Regions from separate parts of the Mus musculus genome. Here region 2 is linked to region 1. A link is a contact called in public Micro-C data. All regions are on one chromosome and are shown on one strand. The core of a region is the stretch at or near the end of the contact, and the rest is flanking DNA. Distances in the headings are between cores, read along the strand shown. Region 1 overlaps St7 (suppression of tumorigenicity 7). Region 2 holds the start of Wnt2 (wingless-type MMTV integration site family, member 2).

The links. Hi-C and Micro-C count contacts between places; a contact is called where the count stands out from the background.
Region 2: a Micro-C map of the G1E-ER4 cell line shows a contact between it and region 1. The contact joins the promoter of Wnt2 here to the enhancer-like site in region 1. A contact is called at or near these places in 5 of 39 promoter capture datasets (the 3T3-L1 cell line, cranial neural crest, embryonic stem cells and 2 more), 19 of 484 Hi-C or Micro-C datasets (the G1E-ER4 cell line, the HL-1 cell line, the N1E-115 cell line and 8 more), 1 of 115 datasets of contacts at active chromatin or transcription factors (embryonic stem cells) and 4 of 9 other capture datasets (embryonic stem cells, embryonic tail, liver and 1 more).

What each region holds. Positions count from the first base shown.
Region 1 is chr6:17,935,821-17,942,391 of GRCm38.p6, reverse strand. All of the region lies in intron 15 of St7 (suppression of tumorigenicity 7), which reads right to left. Among named protein-coding and RNA genes, the nearest start is that of Wnt2, 91 kb to the left of the region's middle. Within about 2 kb of position 3,646, at least 30 of the 459 cell types and tissues checked have an H3K27ac peak or open chromatin away from gene starts, as enhancers often do. A contact at or near this core is called in the G1E-ER4 cell line, where this site is marked.
Region 2 is chr6:18,027,367-18,033,937 of GRCm38.p6, reverse strand. It overlaps Wnt2 (wingless-type MMTV integration site family, member 2), which reads left to right and starts at 3,493. Exons shown (of 5, transcript NM_023653.5): 1 at 3,493-3,733; 2 at 5,788-6,014. The coding sequence starts at 3,651.

The DNA of each region.
Region 1 (6,571 bases), core at 2,397-4,896:
GCCTATTAAGATGAATATCTTCCAAGAGGATGATGGATCGGTATCAAGTGGACCTAGGAGCCACACAATGGTGACAACCTAGGCTACTTGATTGTCTAGCTGGCTCTACAGCCTACTTTAAATGGAAAAGGGGATATGAAGAGCCAGGTTTGTAATGCCAGACTGCTTTGGTTTCCTGGTGTCTTCCAAGCACAGCCTAAGCAGCATGTTTTGTGTCATGTGTCAGAGAGCTGGGGAGAGAGCAGCAGGCTGGCACCCTGGGAGGCCTTGTCCTCCAGGAAGGGCTGCTGAATGGGCCTCTGGGAACTCAATACGTCTCTGCTTTTCATGCACAGACAGTGATTAACAACGTGTCTTTTAAGACACACACTATGCTTTATCAGATACTAATCATAATTTCAAATTTATTCTGATGATGTTCCTGTGAACAACTGACTTGGAGAAGCTTGCAGAAGACATGTCTGTTCAGGGAAGGGATGAGGATTGAGAAGGGCTGTCTTCTGTCTGCTGAGAACCAAGGCCTTGACTTGCTGACGTCTAACACCTGGTTCTTTATTGTGTGTCTTCTTTTGCCCTAATCACTACCCAGAGCACAGTACTGCCAATACCAAAAAAGATTTTACTTCGGAGTAAATAGAAACATGCAGTGGGAACATGGTTCTGAGTACAAACAAAATTAGTAGGTAGTGCAGTCAGTAAACATATAGCATTACCCTTACTGGTCACATATTCTATGAGTTTTGAATCTTCAAAGTAAGAGAGATGAAAGTCAAGTGTCCCAAATTCAAAGACCTCAGGATGGGGTGTGTGTTTGTGAGAGTGTGTGTATATGTGTGTGTGTGTGTGTGTGCATGTATGCATGTGTCTGTGATTTTAATGTGTATGGAACATACCTATCAAGAAGGCCGATAACACACATTGTAGCTGCATCATCAGAAAGAAACTTGGTAAAGTTTCTTTATTCTATTTTTTAAATCTATTAGATACTGTTGCTTGGCAATTAAGTACTACATAAGAAAAAGAGACCCTCACATAAAACTTCCTCTCTTGAAGCCTCAAAGGCAAGGGATAGAGGGAGCACAGACATTAAGATGTGGACAGAGTAAAGTTGTACATATAGGTCATGGTAGCAGTTAGGGTAGACGCCCAGGGGTGTTCAGAAAAGGAAGAGAAGTCAGGCTATAGAAGAGGGGACAAGTGTTGAGAAAATCAACAGACTCCACTGGATGGAAGAAATGTCAGAAGGTGTGCTGTCAGTGCCGACATCGTAGATATGCATGAAGTGAACACTCTAGGTCTAACTAATGGTCAGAATATGGAAAAGGAAACCATCCGATGGTGAGTAGCTCAGGTCCATTGGAATACAAGCTGAGTTCAGACTGCCTGGCAGCCTTGAGTGCCAGCTTGATGTGCAGTTGAAAAATAGGCAGCCCCAGGTGTGGGGATACACTGCTCAGTGGGTGTTAGGTTCACAGTTTCTGATATTCTGAAAATATCCTTTTGTGACTATGCCAAAAGACTTAGGAGAGTTACCCTCTGATAGCACTTCTCAACCTATGGGCATCACCCTTTCATAGGGTCTGGCATAAGACCTCTCAGAAAACACAGAGATTTACATTATGATCAATAACAGTAGCAAAATTATAAAGTAGCAATGGAAATGATTTTACGGTGGGGGGGGCTGTAATGAGGAATTAATTGTATTAAAGGGTCACAGCATTCGGAAGGTTGAGAATCTGCAGGATGGATTATCCATCCTTCCCAGTTTAGCAATGGGCTGTGTTCCATCATGAAGAAGGCTGGAAAGCATTGTGGAGAGAAACACCGGGCCCAGGCATGATCCCTGCCTGGCTGCCTCTGAAATCTTCGCCAATATCCTACACTTAAAAGGATGATATAGACCAAGCATGCTAACTTGACTATTAGTATAAAACTGCGCTTACAAGTTATATGGGTACAAGTGTCTGTGGTATACACAGTGAGAGGTAGATACACAATGATAGATGACCAAAGCTACAAAGGTGGCAGTGTTTGCATACCGTACTCAATTCCATAAAGAGAATGCAAGTGGTAAGCCATGGGGATGTATCAGAGATTCTAGCAGGTGATGGAAAAAGCACAGGTCAATAAGCAAGGTGACATTGCTAGTGGCTGTACTGAGCAGATTTGGGAGCGGAAGCACTCAGTAGGCCCTGAGCCAGAGCCATGGGAGGAGACACTCTCAAAGGTTGTATGTACCCTGTACAGTCCCACACCCTAATGTGTGGGCACCAGAGGGAGCAGGAGGGGGCTCAACCAGAGTGCAGCATGAAGACAATGTCATCACGAAACTTCAAAGTAAAGACCAGCTTTGGTTGTGTGCTTTCTGTTTCTGGGGAGCATTAACTTGACTGAGACCAGAAGCGTCACTCTGAGGTCTATAATTCCTCCTTTCCCCCACTGCATGCCAAGATACAGTGGTCTTCCTCGCTATACTACACCTGCTCTTCCCACTGAAGTTATATGAAGGCTGACACTCCGCTCCAGTCCCCCTGTGTGTAATGACCTATTCTTTCTTCCTTATATCCCGAATGGGTGACTGAGGAAGGCCCCCTTTGAGATCTCCCAGGATAGCCTCATGTATTTCCTTACAGAAGCCCAGCTGAGATGTGCATCTCTCATACCCAGGCCACCTTCCTTCTTAAGAGCCCTCCGCACCCTCCTCCCTGTCCACACCTATAAAGAAGAAGCTACAGAGCAAAGAGGCCTGTGAAGTGCCTAGGCCTTCCAATCACTGGCAGCCCCAGGTCCGTCCGTGGCTCTTGTCGGGAGTTACAGAGGTTTGTGGGCTCGTGCCTTGCTCCTCAGGTGCCTCGGGACACTCAGCTGGCGCTTTAGCTGTATGAAAAACCATCAGAACCTTTGACCAGAAACCTAAGAATGCTTGAAGAGAAACAGCACTTTCATTTCTAGACTAAAAGGAAAATTTATTACCTAAAGAGTTAAACCTGAATGAGCAAAACCAGGCAACTTGGATCAACTCATCTATTCCAATGTCTAAAACCTCTGTCCAGAGGGCAGAGAGCCACGGTCAGATTTCTAACCCAAGTGTCCCATAACTCAATTAGTGTCCACTGGTGAGAAAACGCAACTGAGCTCATAAAAAAGGAGAGAGTGGCACTTCAATCGCCTCATCCTCTCTTTCCCAAGACACTGTCACTGAGAGCAAGGTCACAGCTCGCAGCTCGTTGGGTTCACAGTGGAAACCTCTTGCTTATCTGAATAGGTTCCAGGTGCCCTGTCGCAAGCAGACAATTGACATCCCACTGTAATCAATATCAGACTTCAAAGAGTCCAGGCCTATAAATGAAGATGAGACAGAAGTTAGGGGGTGCAGTCTCAAAGGAGTAAGAGCCGAGGAGGAAAGACAGGCCCTCGAGAGCAGAAGGGGTCAGAGTGCTGACCTTCCCCCATTCTGAGCAGAGCTGGGCCTGTGTGATAGCTTACTTATATGAGCTGCCTTATCTTAAGAACCAAACATTCTAGGAAGAGTTAGTCCTAAGTCATCGAGGTAGATTAGATTGTAGGCAGCCAGTCTCAGCCTCTCTACTCACGCCTCTCCAGTGACTCACTGTCTAAGGGTGCTGGGACTGGCTGTGTTAGTGAACAAACATGCAAGAGTTCCCACGCTGTGGAGCCTGGAGGGTGGCAGAGCAATCTCTCTGCATCTACTAAAAGTCATCACACCCAGGGCATTATCTCAGGAGAGGACTGAAAACCATCACTTTCTCAAGCTGCAAATGGCTGCAGACAGCCTGTGGGGCAACTGTGATAACCCCCAGGTGTTGGGCAGGGCTTTTGGAGGTCTGATGGAGTGAGGAGGTGCAGATGAAGAGTCTGCTGCCAAAGACACACCGGCCCTCCTGAGATCCCAGGCCTTCTTCACGCCACTGCCCAGCTTCCTCTCTTCCTAGTCCTCCCCAGAGTGGACAGGGGTAGAGCTCCTTAAAGGGTGAGGCAGCCTTGATCCTCCGGGTAGAGGTTTACAAGCATGCTTGTTAATAGCGGTAGTTGACCACAGAACCAAGCCGTGGTAAAGAGAAGGAACACTGCAAAGCCAATCTATTTCATCCAGTCATTTGATTCCAGATGTAAGACTGATGCTCTGGAAATAGTGAGGACAACAGCCAGTGCTAACCGCCCACTTTTCTGAAGAAACTGCTCTATGACCTGTCTAGAGAATCTATTTGCTCTCTGCTCTCCTTCTGATGCCTTTGCTGGCTACCATCCGCTCAGTATTGTGCTTCTCAGCTGTGACTGTAGACCTGAATCTCCAGGGAACAACTCAAAACTCGAATGCCTATGCTGCATTGGGTCAAGTAGGCAAGAGGCCCGAGGGAGGGCCGTTACCAGTAATCTTTAAGCTCCATTGGTGTTCAAACGTACAGACAGACTGAAACTACTAATTCTGGACAGCTGTCACTTGAATAGCTATGACAGACTATGGCATAACCTCATGAATGACTTCTTAAAGGTTTACTTTTATAAAGCCAAATTCCTTAGAAGGGAGTAAAATCTTTAACTTCCACCCTCAAATGGGTTGTGGGGTCACTGCTAAAAATACGGATTCCTGGTGTGAACATCAGGATTCTGAATTTTGATGGTATGGCCACAAACACTATTCCACTATTGGCACCCTAGAGGCTAAGGACCTCGGAGATCCCATACCCCAGCAAGGGTTATCTGCCAGCTTATACTGAACATTGGGACAATGAGGTGCTTTTGTACGAGTTTTAAGAGTGTTTAAAGGGGAAACAGAAACATGGGAACAGTAATCGCCTAGCTCCAGAGCTACATTCCGACTACACATTTTAATGGCATTATACCCTAATCTCTGCCAACTCCTCTCTCTCAGAGGCTAGCTGCAGCGGAGACAACGGACAGCACAGGTCTGACCCAAGGCATCTAGGGCAGCAGCTTGGTAATGCTGATTTGGGAAAATATGTAGGCGATATAAGAAAACTTATTTCCCCGAAGGAAGGAGGGAGTTCAAGTTGGTCTTATGTAGAGAAGCTGTCCTGAGAATCTGCGAGGAAAAGCAGATTTCTATGGTGAGCTCCCAGAGTGTGAAATGAGTGTAAACAGAAGTGAAAGGTAGGATTGTGAGTGCTACATGATAGAGCTCGGAATGGCCATTGGTGCAATGGGTGCCATGTTAAACAGGGAAAACCCATGCACAGAGACATTCACTGTGAGCCCATGCACAGGGACATTCACTGTGAGCCCGTGCACAGGGGCATTCACTGTGAGCCCATGCACAGGGACATTCACTGTGAGCCCGTGCACAGGGGCATTCACTGTGAGCCCATGCACAGGGATATTCACTGTGAGCCCGTGCACAGGGGCATTCACTGTGAGCCCATGCACAGGGATATTCACTGTGAGCCTGTGCACAAGGACATTCACTGTGAGCCCATGCACAGGGGTATTCACTGTGAGCCCGTGCACAAGGACATTCACTGTGAGCCCATGCACAGGGGTATTCACTGTGAGCCCGTGCACAAGGACATTCACTGTGAGCCCATGCACAGGGATATTCACTGTGAGCCCGTGCACAGGGGCATTCACTGTGAGCCCATGCACAGGGATATTCACTGTGAGCCCATGCACAAGGACATTCACTGTGAGCCCATGCACAGGGGTATTCACTGTGAGCCCGTGCACAAGGACATTCACTGTGAGCCCATGCACAGGGGTATTCACTGTGAGCCCATGCACAAGGACATTCACTGTGAGCCCATGCACAGGGGTATTCACTGTGAGCCCGTGCACAGGGATATTCACTGTGAGCCCGTGCACAGGGATATTCACTGTGAGCCCGTGCACAGGGATATTCACTGTGAGCCCATGCACAGGGGCATTCACTGTGAGCCCATGCACAGGGATATTCACTGTGAGCCCGTGCACAGGGGCATTCACTGTGAGCCCATGCACAGGGATATTCACTGTGAGCCCATGCACAAGGACATTCACTGTGAGCCCATGCACAGGGGTATTCACTGTGAGCCCGTGCACAAGGACATTCACTGTGAGCCCATGCACAGGGGTATTCACTGTGAGCCCATGCACAGGGGTATTCACTGTGAGCCCGTGCACAGGGATATTCACTGTGAGCCCGTGCACAGGGATATTCACTGTGAGCCCGTGCTCAGGGACATTCACTGTGAGCCCGTGCACAGGGGTATTCACTGTGAGCCCATGCACAAGGACATTCACTGTGAGCCCATGCACAGGGACATTCACTGTGAGCCCGTGCACAGGGGTATTCACTGTGAGCCCATGCACAGGGACATTCACTGTGAGCCCATGCACAGGGATATTCACTGTGAGCCCGTGCACAGGGATATTCACTGTGAGCCCGTGCACAAGGACATTCACTGTGAGCCCGTGCACAGGGATATTCACTGTGAGCCCATGCACAGGGGTATTCACTGTGAGCCCGTGCACAAGGACATTCACTGTGAGCCCATGCACAGGGGTATTCACTATGAGCCCGTGCACAGGGGTATATTCATGGTGAGCCCGTGCACAG
Region 2 (6,571 bases), core at 2,244-4,743, 92 kb before region 1:
TTTGTTTTTAAGTTCTGTATACTGTAGTAAAGTTTATGGTCAGTTTCAAGATTTTTTTTTAAGAGATCCTGGATTTCTTGAATTTTATTTTGCAATGCTACCACCCTAGAGTTGGGGCTGGTCTTCAACAACAACAACAAAAAAAAGTGGTACATTCATGACATGGTTTCAGGGATCATATTACATATTTTCTTTCTCTGAAAGGTCCATGTGTGTTGATGACTATCCAGTGCCTGGAGAGATAGGTACCTCATAGCTTTGCGCAACTCTAAACTTTTGTTCTGTATAAAATCTCTCTTGGGCTTAGAAGCATAGGTCTTTTGGCATCAACTCACCAAAATTTACTGAGATTTAAATGGCTTTTCCTTTGGTTATGAGATGGTTCTAGGGGGCTAGAGATGTAGTTCAGTGGTTACAAGTACGTGATGCTCTTCCAAAAGACTAGTGTTCTGTTCCCAGCACAAATGTCGGGTGGCCCACAACTGTAACTCCAGCTCCAGGGGATCTGAAAGCTCTGGTCTCTGAGGGTCCCTACAGTCATGTGCACATACCTACATGCAGGCACGCGTGGGCACACATGTGCACACACATAATTTAAAATAATAAAAATAAATCTTTTTAGAAAATAGTTATATTTGGGTCACTGCCTCAAGAAGAAACTAACTCAGACTGAAAGACAAATGACCATGTAGTTGAAGAAGTAACTTCATTTTTAAAGGGTGGAGATAGTCTGGTAGTAAATTAGTTCTCTTCTCTGCCCTGGGAGATTAGACAAACAATGGATCTAACTAAGAAAATAGACTGACTCATTTGGCTAAGATGCCATACTGAAGTTATAAGCAAACTAACATTAATCATTTTTTAAGTGGGGGGGGGGGTGGATTCTGTATATTGTAGTAAATTTTATGGTCAATTCTGAAATTTCTTATTAAAGAAATACGAAACTCAAACATTGAATTGATAGACATAAAGCACTCTGAATCTGCCTTTTCTTCCCTCACCCTCTGCTGTAAGCGGAGTGACGTATGAAAAGTACCCTGCCATTTATTTGTCAACTCGTCTTTGCTATGGTCATAGCTGATGACAAAAGAAAGGCTCGCCTTTCCTCCTGCTTGCCGTGAACATTTTCCAACTACCTGTCCAAGGGCATTTAAGCGACTAGATGCTTAAGAGACCCGAGGCGGGAGCCTCTCAGTGGGAAGAGATGCTGTATGGGACTATGTAATGGGTCATCAGTGGCTAGGGGTGGAGTAGGGAGAGAAGTGGAATCACAGATCTGGAAGAGACCAGTCATCTGGTTCAGACTGCCTCCAGACAGGTCAGAAGGGGTGTTTGGGTGGGCCTTTTTGCACATCTGGGTTTAGCCTTTCTTGAACTTTTTTAGCCTTTTGCCTTTGACCAAAACTGATCTGTACTCAGCAAGGCATGTGGCGCTTCCTCGTGAAGCTCTTTGGGGAGGATTTAATTGGCTCTAAGAATGGTCCATCCCTTTTCTAGGAGGCCTGTTTCAGGTTTAGGTCATTCCATTGGCCTCACCATCCACGGAAGGGCAGGTCTCCTGGCCATATAATTCCCTGGGCGGAGAGGAAGGGATCCTAAACTATGGTCACACTCTATGTGTTTCTAACAGCCCTTGAGCTGTGAGGACAGGACGTGCTGGAACGGGTGGGACTTGTGAGCTGGAGTTTCAAAGTTTTCATTGTCCACGGTTGAAGCCTGTAACCTGTCTACCTTCCCCTAAAATCGCATCTAGTGCCTGGTTTCAGTTACTGCTAGAAGTGAAACTTCAGGACTTCAACAAACTTAGAATGGCGGCAGCGGGTGAAGATAAATTTTAGCTCTTTCCTCTGCTTCCTTCGGGAAGAAGCTGGTGACCATAAATTGAGGTGCAGGAGGTAATGCTGTTGGGAGCGATCCCGGCCCTCCCCAGTCAGCGCGCGCTCCTTCTCAGAGCCTAGCTCACCCCCTCCCTCGCCCAGCGAAGACGAAGCAGAACTTCCCCTGGGTCGCAGCCCAGTGATATGGAGCAGCTCTGGCGCGGAGCCCTGCTCTTCCCGAGTCGTGGGTGGCGCGGTGCTTGTTTCCCTCTCCTCCCTTTCCGGACCCAAAAGGGGATGTATCTGGGTCAGCCTGGGAGGGGCCGGACCTGCCATGGACAGAGAGGGGGAAGGGGGTGGCGATGACAGCATCTTTCAGGTTTTTGGCATCTGTGGGCTGTGCCTCGTCCAGCCTCTCACCGCTTGCTTGCTCGGTGCTGGGCCATAGCTGACGTTCTGGCGAATCCTGGCCCAAGAGGTGGAAGATGCGGATGGGGTGGGGAGTACCGTTATCCTTCCTATCCGCGTGCCTGCTCGATATACAATGACCATACAACCCCTTCATACTCCCCATTCCCCCGGGCACGCTCCTGGGTAGTGGTGGTGGCGGTGGGGCCCCCGCCCCAGGAAAAGAGCAATGGAACAGTTCAAGGTCGCTGTAAGTTCCTGGTCTGTCCTTTCCGGTGATAAACCACAAGGCTTCAAGCCAGTTGCTGTTCAAGATGCTCCACCCTTGGGCCCAAGCCCCATCTCTACTCTGTAGGGACCCAGGTCCGAGGTCCCGCGTCACTGTATTTTCACTGTACTTCAGCCAGACGCACAGGTTGGACACCCTGCCTGGAGAGATGCAGTCCAAGCCAGGGAGCAGATAGATACCTGGCTGCCTAGGAGCCCCTCTGTCATCTATTGCACTCCCTCAACAGCATAAGGAGGAGCTGTGTGTGCGTAAAAGCCACATCTTCCCAAGGGCGCTTAGACTGAAACTGTTGCTTGAGATCTCCTGGGTCCCAGCCCCTCTCCCCTACTCCCTTCATGTATGGCACACAGGATCGGGGCCATAGGTCTTCATTTTCGGGGCCTAGGCTTTCCTTCTCAACCTGGTCAGACACTGGGTGGTCAGACATGGCAGGTCCCAATTCCCATGAGTATCTATCTCCCAGTGCTCAAAGCAATGAGTTGGAAATCATTTTTGTTTTCTTTTATCCTATGGGCAATTATCTCCTCACCCCTCCCATCCCTTACACACGATCTTGCTCGAACCTCAGTTTAGCAGAAACTCTTAGCCTTGACAAAGTGGAGCCTAGGTTCTGGTGGTGGCCCTAACATACTGTGTATCATTGGCTAGGAACTTCCCAAAAGGTGCTTTTGCCTCTATGTTGCTCCGGGCCACTCCGAGGTTTGTTCACCTCCTCTGCCCCTCCTCACCCGGAGATAGCTCTTGCCATCGTTTCTTCCACTCCTCAATAAAACCCAGTGCCCCCTACGCCCCCGCCCGGCGTAGGCGCCCCCTTCTTTAGCTGCGCCTGGAGGGGAACGGAAAGGACAGGGTGCGCGGGAGGCAAGCAGAGCTCGGGGCTGCCTGCGCTCGCAGTGCTTGGGGAATTGGCTGTGGGCGAGGCGGCCCCGGGCTGCCCTTTATCGCTCGCTGGGCTCGTCTTTTGAAACTTTATCAGTGAGTCTCACCACTAGCCGCAGACGCGAGCGGCGGGGGGGCGGGGGCGCAGAGGCGCCGGCAGCCGTGACGAGGCGCTCCCGGAGCTGAGCGCTTCTGCTCCGGGCACGCATGGCGCCCGCACACGGAGTCTGACCTGATGTAGACGCAAGGGGGTTAATATGAACGTCCCTCTCGGTGGAATCTGGCTCTGGCTCCCTCTGCTCTTGACCTGGCTCACCCCTGAGGTCAGCTCTTCATGGTGGTAAGTCCCCGCATATGGGCGCGGTGCTGATGGATTTTTGGAGATGGGAGTGGGGACCCTACTGGTCGTAGAGACCCTCCCTGGCTGATTCCCAGTCCCGGCAGTTGTGGATTCTGAAACAACCATGTCTTAGCACAGCATCCTAAGCTGAACCCCTTTGCTTTTCTCAAAAACCCATTTTAGCTTTGACAACTCCAAAACAATTCACATGCCCCACAAATGAGGGATTTAATGTTCGCTTGTTTGGAGCCAGCTGAGTGACAGCAAAAGCAGCCAATACCTTATTCCACTGAGAAATGTGCTAGCCTGAGCTGTAACTTCTAGCAGTGTGTGTGTGTGTGTGTGTGTGTGTGTGTGTGTGTGTGTGTGTGAATTCACCTTGAAAACTACAACTGCCTCCCCCCACACCCACGACTTCAAAAACTGCCTCAAGAGAGCTCAGTCCAGGCTGTTGGAGTTGTAGAACCTTAAGCCTGTGATTTTGTATTCTTTCCTGGCCTTCCGCATTCCTCGTGCTTCACCCTAGTGAAGCAGCCTCCAGGTAGAGACTATTGCCTAGATGCAAAACTACTGGGACTGAGGTGCCCATTATGCTACCCTGCTCAAAACTGTCTCCCTAAAGTGTAACTGCTGCTGTCTCAATAGGCGGATATGTGATTTACTATGCGTACACTCTGCCAATCTAGAAATCGCCTCCATCTCTCAACTTTCTGACCTGGAAAAGAGATGGAGTTCTGAGCTCTGAAACTTTCTTGTACATAAAGTTCCAGATCAGATATTAAAGTATTCTGATAACAATTCAGAAAGATTGGCCACACACACACACACACATACACACACGCTCGCGCGCGCGTGCTTTTGTGTTTGACAACGGTAAGGATCTTAACCAAATACAGTACAGGACAAAATCAATGGACTATTTAGATTCCAGAATGCCTGAGAGGAACAGGGAAGCACTGATGGTAAGAGGGGGTGGGGGGTCAGCTCCTTTCTAAGATCTTTGAACATGAAGGCCTTTAGGCTTCACCTTGCTGACACAGGATCAAAGACTGATTTATCAGACTGATCATTTTTTTCAATAAAATGATTATTTCTGTTTCCATGTGTGTATAAACATTATTTACCGCTGGGCATTTTGTCACACTGTCTCTCAGCTGTCACTTAAATATATTTTTTTGAGTCACAGCTGCAATGATTTTATGATTATATAAAATAATGGGAATGCAAAAAAAAGATATATTCCTTATTTGGCCACTTTCAAAAGATACCTATGGCAACTTGGGTTGTATAAAAGGTGCCTTTCTAAACCTCTCACCACGAATGGAGAACATCTGCCTAGAGATGATAATGTGATTTTTTTTGTTAAAGTTTCTTTTCAAAAAATACTTTATGGAGCTATAATGCTGATTTTTTTTCAAATATTTAGTGCTGGTGATAACAATAGAAAAGATATTTTCTCCCCAAAAGTTTCTATAAATGCCAAAAAAAAAAGAGCCAGAAAAGGAAACCATTTTGAGGATTTTTTTTTTAATATGGAAAAGATATTATGTTTGTAAGAAGACTGTAGCATTAGATCCCAGCAGGTGCTAAGAGGATACATGCTGGCAGGTTTTGAAGACATTTAGGATCAACAAATGGGAGTGAGGAACTTCTAAAGATCAGCTTCCCCCAAAGCCAAAGACAGACATATGGCAACGTCTTTGAAATTCTCTCTGTGTTCTCCCTAACACAGAGAGATGTGTTGCCCCACCCCCTTCAAGCCCCCATCTTCACAATGCTACTGCCTCTGCCTCCCTGTCCAAGGCTTCATTTGGTGGCCCCAGCTCTGGGAGATAATCATCCACTGTATTGGAGGGTAGCTTTGACCCCGTCATTGGCCGTGCTCCCCTTGCCTGTTTCTTCACTGAATGACAATCAAATAACCCCTGCCTTTTAATGTTACCAGGGAATAAGCAATTCATCCTCAAATAGTGCTGCAGGGCTAGTCTCCCAGGGAGCATCACGTCTGGCCTGTCTGTTAACATCAACTTTGCCTTCCTGTTGGTCTCTTCCAGGTACATGAGAGCTACAGGTGGCTCCTCCAGGGTGATGTGTGACAATGTGCCAGGCCTGGTGAGCCGGCAGCGTCAGCTGTGCCACCGACACCCAGATGTGATGCGTGCCATTGGCCTGGGTGTGGCTGAGTGGACTGCAGAGTGCCAACACCAGTTCCGCCAGCATCGCTGGAACTGCAACACCCTGGACAGAGATCACAGCCTCTTTGGCCGGGTCCTCCTCCGAAGTGAGTCTCCTTCTCCTGGCCCTCCCTGCACCTGTACTCAAAGCCCCCCCCCCTCCCCGCTCATTCTTAATGGCACTCTGTTCAGTATTTTCCATAGAATGTAAATTCCACAAGGGCAGGGACTAGCCTGTACTATTTGCACTCTGATTGGTGCCCGTGTGTTGTAGGTCCCATTCATTTGTTACGAAGACTGACTAGGTAAACTTGTAGTGAGAACCTATTATTGTTTTTCCAGCTACATTTTAGGCAATAAAAATATTTATGAAAGAGGACTAACGATTTTAAATATGGAGATTTCTACTTCTCTTGGAGACTTAACATTTTCTTAATTAGGTAGTTAAGAGTCATTAAGTGTCTGGATATCAAAAGAAAATCAAAGCTAGTGATCTATTAGCATATAATCGAGAAATGAATTAAAATCAGTTTTTACTTGGAAGTAATACTCATCCACTAAACTGGTGAGAGAGAAGCCTTCTACAAGAAATAACTCTGCCCATTCGTTACTGCAAGATTAGACTAGAAATACAACAATTTACATGCAAAGACAGAAACAGAGA